Regions from separate parts of the Gasterosteus aculeatus genome. Here region 2 is linked to region 1. A link is a contact called in public Hi-C data. All regions are on one chromosome and are shown on one strand. The core of a region is the stretch at or near the end of the contact, and the rest is flanking DNA. Distances in the headings are between cores, read along the strand shown.

Region 1 (3,140 bases), core at 201-2,700:
GGTGCTTTGTTCAGGATTTGGTGCAGTGGGCAGAACTACAATATTATGTCTTTTACCTTTTAATTGGCTTTGGGTTTACAATTGTGTTTACTGTTCTCCTTTAAGGCTTTTTTTGCAAAACATGTAGTGTCTTTGTTTTACAATCTCTAATAATAATAACAACCGTGTTTTATCATTTCCCTCCAATTGTCCTCTTGCACTAATTGTATTCATACTTTCTAAGTGGTTCTTTGAAGGCCTAATGCTAATTCAATTTAACCATTGTCAGATATGTTAAATGTTCTGTCCAGTTCCATTTCCTTCTATTGGGGTTTCTGCATGGTGACCACATCGTGTTCGTCCCAAAAAACTGTACTTCTTCCCTAGCATGCCGAACCTGAACTTGAACCTCAAAGAGGTAGCCATACCTTCCCTCATCTCGTGTGCGCACGTGTCTATGTGTGTCCATCAGGACAGAACTGCCGTGCGCAGCAAATCCTACGCACATAATTGTAGGGTAAACACTGACTTTTGCGACATCTGTCCATCTAAGACGAGTCGATGAAGAACATTCATCTTTAACTACTTTGATAAGCAATCATTACTTAAATCGATTGTCAAACAAGCAATTTGAAAACATTACATGGCGTCATGGAAATTGTTGTGGTTGTCATTTTAGCGTTTTAACGGACTGATCAGTGAAATAGCACCTGGATTTGTGTGTTTTTTCTGCAGGGGCCTGAGGCCTGGACGCCACCTGGAGGACGACGATATCGTGCCTGAACTGGCTAACATCCATCCTAGAGAGAGACCTGACTGGGAGGAGACCATCAGTGCCATGGTGAGAGACACTCACACACATTCTCTCTTTTGCATATAAACATTTGCACATGTGATACTGTTTTGAATACATACGTTGGAGTGGGAAACCGTTTTTTCCTTCAATGTCCTGCTCTTGTCTCGACTCAACTAAAGCTCATACGTGTGAACTTGATAATTAGTATGGATTTCTTGGCTGATAATAATTTTCATTTTCTAAGAAGAAATTCTTTTTAGAGAGAACAATTCTTATTTGTAGTGTATTTGTATTCTTGCGGTTTGGCTCCAGCCGCAAGATAGAAAGGTTCTCAGCACCGCACAGAGACGGAGTACAAGGCCGGCAGGACAAAAGTCTGTTGAATGTCTGATTGGATTGACACGGACATTCTGCATTCCCCCGTACAGCTCCTGTGTGATGTCATCAGGAGGTCAGGGCTGACTGCTTTTTGCTTCCTACCACCTTCTTATTGCTGTGTTAATGCTTTCCCTCTCCTGCGTACTCCCGTGTCTTCTGTCGATTTCAGCCCGTCCCTCTGAAGGCCGGATTCCATTCACCGTCATTCACAATTTCCTCCCTTACCATCTTTGGTTCGGGTCTCGCTCCTTCAGCATCAACAGCACGTTGACAAAAAAATGAGGCCGTCTCCATGGTAACATGCCGAGCCACCCGCGGTTGGCTGTGTGTGTGAGAATCTCGCCAGGCTAATTAATATTGATCACAAGAGGCGGGGCTTTTGATACCCTTACTCTGCCATTCATTGTTCAATATTTGATTCGAGCGGTAGCTGCTTCCAGTATTCATGTGTCCTGATCGGAGGAGACGATGAGAAGCCTGAGCAACTTAGTGTAAGCTGTCACACCGACGCCCTGCTGCCCCGTGTGGGTTGGACTTGCTCCGTGCGGGCTGCAGAGCGGCGCATTAAAGGGAGAAATCCTGCGACGGCGGGATAAAGGGAACACTGGAAACGTTTTCAGTGGTCCTAGATTTGCTATGACAGAGGGGAACAGGGATAAGAAGGAATGAGTTCAAAGCTTTCACATTGATTTCAAACATCTGAGTCACGCATTCGAGGAATATGCCCATGGCTGTTTTATGGTCACACACGCGTGCGCACACTTACACGTTTTACTGGTAGGTATGCATGAAAGTAGCTCAGCCTGAATATTTCACATAGTGGCAGCCTGAGCTTTCATATATTATGGCTGTGTTACTTCCATCAACATTGATTTAGCTGGTTATTGTTTTCAGTAACGGAACTGGTAAAAATACTGGGAGATGTGTGGTGCGTTCGCTGTGCTCCACCGGCTCTCTTTGCCTCTTTTAGTCTCAATGGAGATCATTAAATGTTGAAATATTCTCCCAACGATTCACCATCTTTGTTCAAGCCTCCTTCAGGAACAAACTAAAATGGCCTTAATGACCTACGTCAAATCCACTTAAATTACACGCTGGAATCAGAGAATATTTTGCATCTCTAATAGATCGATTATCAAAATAGTTATTTTTCTTATGATGGACTAACCAGTCAACTGTACTCTGGATGTGCAGTTAAAGTGACGCCCGTGTCTAACCAGCCGCCCACACCAGGGCAGACGCCTCTGACAGCTTGGTACCGCTAACACGTTGCATGGACGACCTTGTCTGCATTCCACCTTCACTGTCACTGACCGTCTGGCACAGCTCTGCTCCAGCTTGTTTCCCTTTGACATTACCCATCGTCACATTCTCTGACCTCACTTGGCCAGTGACTTTCTGGTACTTTTGTCCCACGGAGGCATTTTACTTTCAATCAGACTCTCATAGAACTGTGTTGTAAATCAATCTTACAACCATCTTACTACCTTGTCGTACCTGGTTTCTCTCCCAGGTGTGCTCCAATAACCTGGTTACTGAAAAACAAATCTGCCACCCGCTATAAAACCGAGTTCCCGGCCTTCCGTGAATGTTCCGTTGACCACAGCCAGCTAAGAACCTGCGTTGTCTCTCAACTCTAAACAACCATCTTCGCATAGAACAGGAAGTATTGGCCCTACGTTGGTCGAAATAATTCCTTCTGATTTGGTTCACCAAAAGTCTAGCCACACCTCTGTGACCGGACTAGCGCTGGAGAAGAATAAGGCCCAATTCCAATCTCTCTCCTTACACGAGGGTTGAGTTTGTGAGGCTCTCTGGACATTTCAAGCCCTAATAAACCCCGTCGGCTTCTGGCATTGGTTATTGATAAACCGTAGAAACTGGTCCACATGGAAGGTAAAACATGATCCCGATGGTCAAAGTAGGTTTAATATGACCGACCGTCCAGCAGTCTGCCCACGTCAGAAACACCTAAAAGGAAGTGAAG
Region 2 (3,307 bases), core at 632-3,131, 35 kb before region 1:
GCTTTGTGCCTAAAAGTTTGTTGCCAAAATGCTTCAGTGGAATTCTAGGGTTGTGTTTCCATAGTGGAAACCGTACTGCCGGCCTGCTGGACGAGCTTTCGCTTTGCAGCTACTCAGAAACTGTAGCTGTGTGTCCATGTTGAAGTTTCATGCTTTTGGCGACACAGGACGTCCCTCTTTCAGCAGCTGCTGTCGTGCTGAAGCGGCTTGTCCTCTGTTTGGGTCTCTGCTAGAATGTGTGGACGCCTGACGTGCTGATACGAGCCGAGAAGACACTTTCATTGTGATTCCTATAGCTTGCCCAAGGGGTTCAACTAGAAAAAGAGAACGTGTTATTTGTTTTGGAATCGTTTTTTTCCCTTTGCTAAAAATGACAATACTCACTGCTGAGTCCTTCTTTCCCAGTCCAAATGCAGATATATTTTCAAACATATCAGCTTTGTGTTTTTTGCTGGATAGGAGGGGGTTCAACTTGTGGCAGAGCAGGCTGAAAGTGTCTGAGCATATATTCAGAGATGGGGTTTAACCCCTAATAACTATAAGATCCACATCTACTGACCATCCCGTGCCACTACGGATCAAAAAGACGTGGAAATGAACCCAGCGTTCTGATCCATGGTGCACACAACATTTTAAAGTTTTAAAATCTGAATCTTTTTTTTTTTTCTTCCTGCTGCCAAAGTGAATCAGCATTTTCATGTTCAATCTTGTCCCCAAATCCTTGGTTTGTTTTTGTGTTTAGACGCCCGAAATAATGTCTACGTTTAACGCGAGCTGAAGAAATTTTAACGTTTCATAAAATGAATTTAAGTGTCTTTAAAAAGGCAGCTCTAAATGAGATAACTAGACGCCATCCTGAGAACACCGGTCCTCTGTGTGAGTGGCGTTGAGGTCATGTGACCGCGCTCCTTTAAAGCCCAACGTCAGCTGTTTACTTGTGGTTTCTGGTTTGATGCAGAGCTGATTTCCTGCATTAATCCAATCCCTTGGCTTTCTGTGGAGGGAACCACTGTGACGCTGACTTCCTGGTTAGTCACCGTTCCTGCTTCTCTCTCATGAGACTGACTGTTGGGTGCAAAAACACAGAAGCCAAACCAGCCCGGTTTGTGCACTGAATTATGAAATGTACAGTGTAAATGCATCCTCCTCAGCTTTTTGTTTGTTTTAATGTCCTGTATGGTCTCTCTGTCTATAAATGTTGATTTTAATCAATTTTATATATTCCTGTTTTACTTTTAATTAAAAGGGAGTAACTGAAAGGCGCTTCTTCTGTCTGTTAATTGTCCTTTTTGTAACACTTCAAGTCAAGACACTAGATGATCTTTCCCCAGGCTCAGCTCTCTCTCTTTCACTAGCATGACATGTATACCATCACCATGTTTGATTTGGGTGCATGTTTTTCCTTCTATAAAACTCAAATTAAAAAATGGCACTCTTCAATACTAACTAGAATGTACAATATTAATTGTGATCATCATTTACAACTAGATGGAGCCATTAAAACCACATTATTGAGAGATTATTGCAGATTATTCCTGATGTTTAGTGCATGCCAGCTCAGTGTCTATGCACTTGAACCACGGTCCTGTAATGAGAAGTAAATCCATAAACTGGTTCTCCGACTCGTGCGTCTGCATGTAGAAATAACCCTGGAATCTGTGGTTGACGGCGTTGAAGAGCTGTTGCATCGCTGTGTGTGTCCTTCTGACAGCAATGGGGACTTTCCCCAGCTGGTCAGAGCTTATTTGTTTGGAGTTGTGAAATAAAAAGTCCCATGATCGCCCTAAATAAAAAGCCTGATTGATGGTCCCGCAGAATAATCCTCCCCGTGCGGAACAGCTGTGGTCACTAGAGGGCAGGTTTGGATCGAATGTATTGCTGAACTTTGGTGAGGAAAGAAATCATCGGGACAACAGATGGAAATTAGCCTCTGGCTAACTGCGGCTCACTTACAGTTGATTGATGAACATCGTTCCTACAAAATAAATTAATGCTTTATTTAAAAGGTAACTATATCCGATCCAACTTTATTTAGCCACATATGGAAATCGATTAGGTGAAGCGTTTACGCTGAGAAACACACAAACAAACAAATGCACGGCGGCAGCGCGACGGTGATTATAACAAGTCTCCAGCGGGGTTATCCGAGCGATGTAAATGGATCCGTTGTGTGAAGTTGTTTGGGTCTAACAATTTGAATTCACAGACACAGACGTATCCCCGAGCCCACGCGTCTTGCCGAGAACAGCGTGACGATAGCACGTTGTCCTATTTCCTTAGTCGTTTGGGTTTCTTCTTTCCGACAGCACGTGAACGTCGCACAGAGATAGCGCCGCTCCGGTCGGATTCCACGGAGCTGCGTGCCTCCCCGTGCAGCTGCATCCGGAGGAAGAGCCCCCGGACAAGTTTAAACGTGGAAACAGCGTCCCGGAACTCCAGCGAGGGGCCAATTTAGCTGACCTTTTGTTAGGAAAAGGTCCACGGAGGACTGTAGTGGTCTTTATTTCCCCCAGAACAGCACAGCAATGGACTGAACGCTTCCCGCGAACCTTGCCGTCCCGGGGGAGCCTTTTTGTTGTTTGGGGTCAACCTAACTGAATACTACCGCTGGAGACCGAGAGAGAGACAGGGGGACATTGACGAATAGACTCGAATTCTTTCTGCCTGACGTCTGGGTGCGAGCTGCGGTTCACGCCGGGATGAAGGAGAAGTGAACAGCGGCGGAGCGCCAGACGGAGACGGTGAAAGCTGAACTCATCTCACGGACCAACGGGGGTCCCCGACCCGCCTCAACCACACACAGGTACTCTCCGGTCCCACCGAGCGCGGCCATGCTGACCCCAACCCGCCTCTCACTTCACTTCGCCGGCGTAGAGCTGCGCTCGGTGTCTAGCGGCCACACGGTGAATGGTAGACCGTGTGTGTGTGTGTGTGTGTGTGTGTGTGTGTGTGTCCGCTCCACGGTGGGCTCTCGGGTTCATCTTTTGTTCTCGTTCAAACGTCGACTACCAAACTCTATGTCGAGTCCAGTTACCAACGTTAATAGTAACAAGTGTGACTTCAGTTAAATGAACTCCCTTTGTAACAAAGGACGCGTTGGACAGCGTTGTCCTCCTGGTGTGGACTCTTCTGTTGTGCAGCCCGGATCCCAACATCAGCAACTTCACTGGAACCAGTGGTGCCGCTCCAGCGGACACACCGAAGGGCCCCACTGACCTATGAGAGAGGGTCAGAAACGTTTCTCCTATTTGTGCTCCATTTGAAACGTTGAATCCTGAGCTATGTGCGATCCAGGAGGGACTCTCTT

Evidence for each region. Hi-C and Micro-C count contacts between places; a contact is called where the count stands out from the background.
Region 2: a contact with region 1 is called in a Hi-C map of tail fin, with 3 times the contacts expected there. The contact joins the promoter of arhgap32b here to the enhancer-like site in region 1. A contact is called at or near these places in 3 of 6 Hi-C or Micro-C datasets (skeletal muscle, tail fin and whole body).

Annotation. Positions count from the first base shown.
Region 1 is chr7:16,317,636-16,320,775 of fGasAcu3.hap1.1, reverse strand. It overlaps arhgap32b (Rho GTPase activating protein 32b), which reads left to right. Exons shown (of 23, transcript XM_040180162.2): 3 at 715-820. Among protein-coding and RNA genes, the nearest start is that of arhgap32b, 35 kb to the left of the region's middle. Within about 2 kb of position 1,450, at least 1 of the 9 cell types and tissues checked has open chromatin away from gene starts, as enhancers often do.
Region 2 is chr7:16,352,679-16,355,985 of fGasAcu3.hap1.1, reverse strand. arhgap32b (Rho GTPase activating protein 32b) reads left to right here and starts at 1,881. Exons shown (of 23, transcript XM_040180162.2): 1 at 1,881-2,803. LOC120821537 (vacuolar protein sorting-associated protein 26B-like) reads left to right here. Exons shown (of 6, transcript XM_040180166.2): 6 at 1-1,259.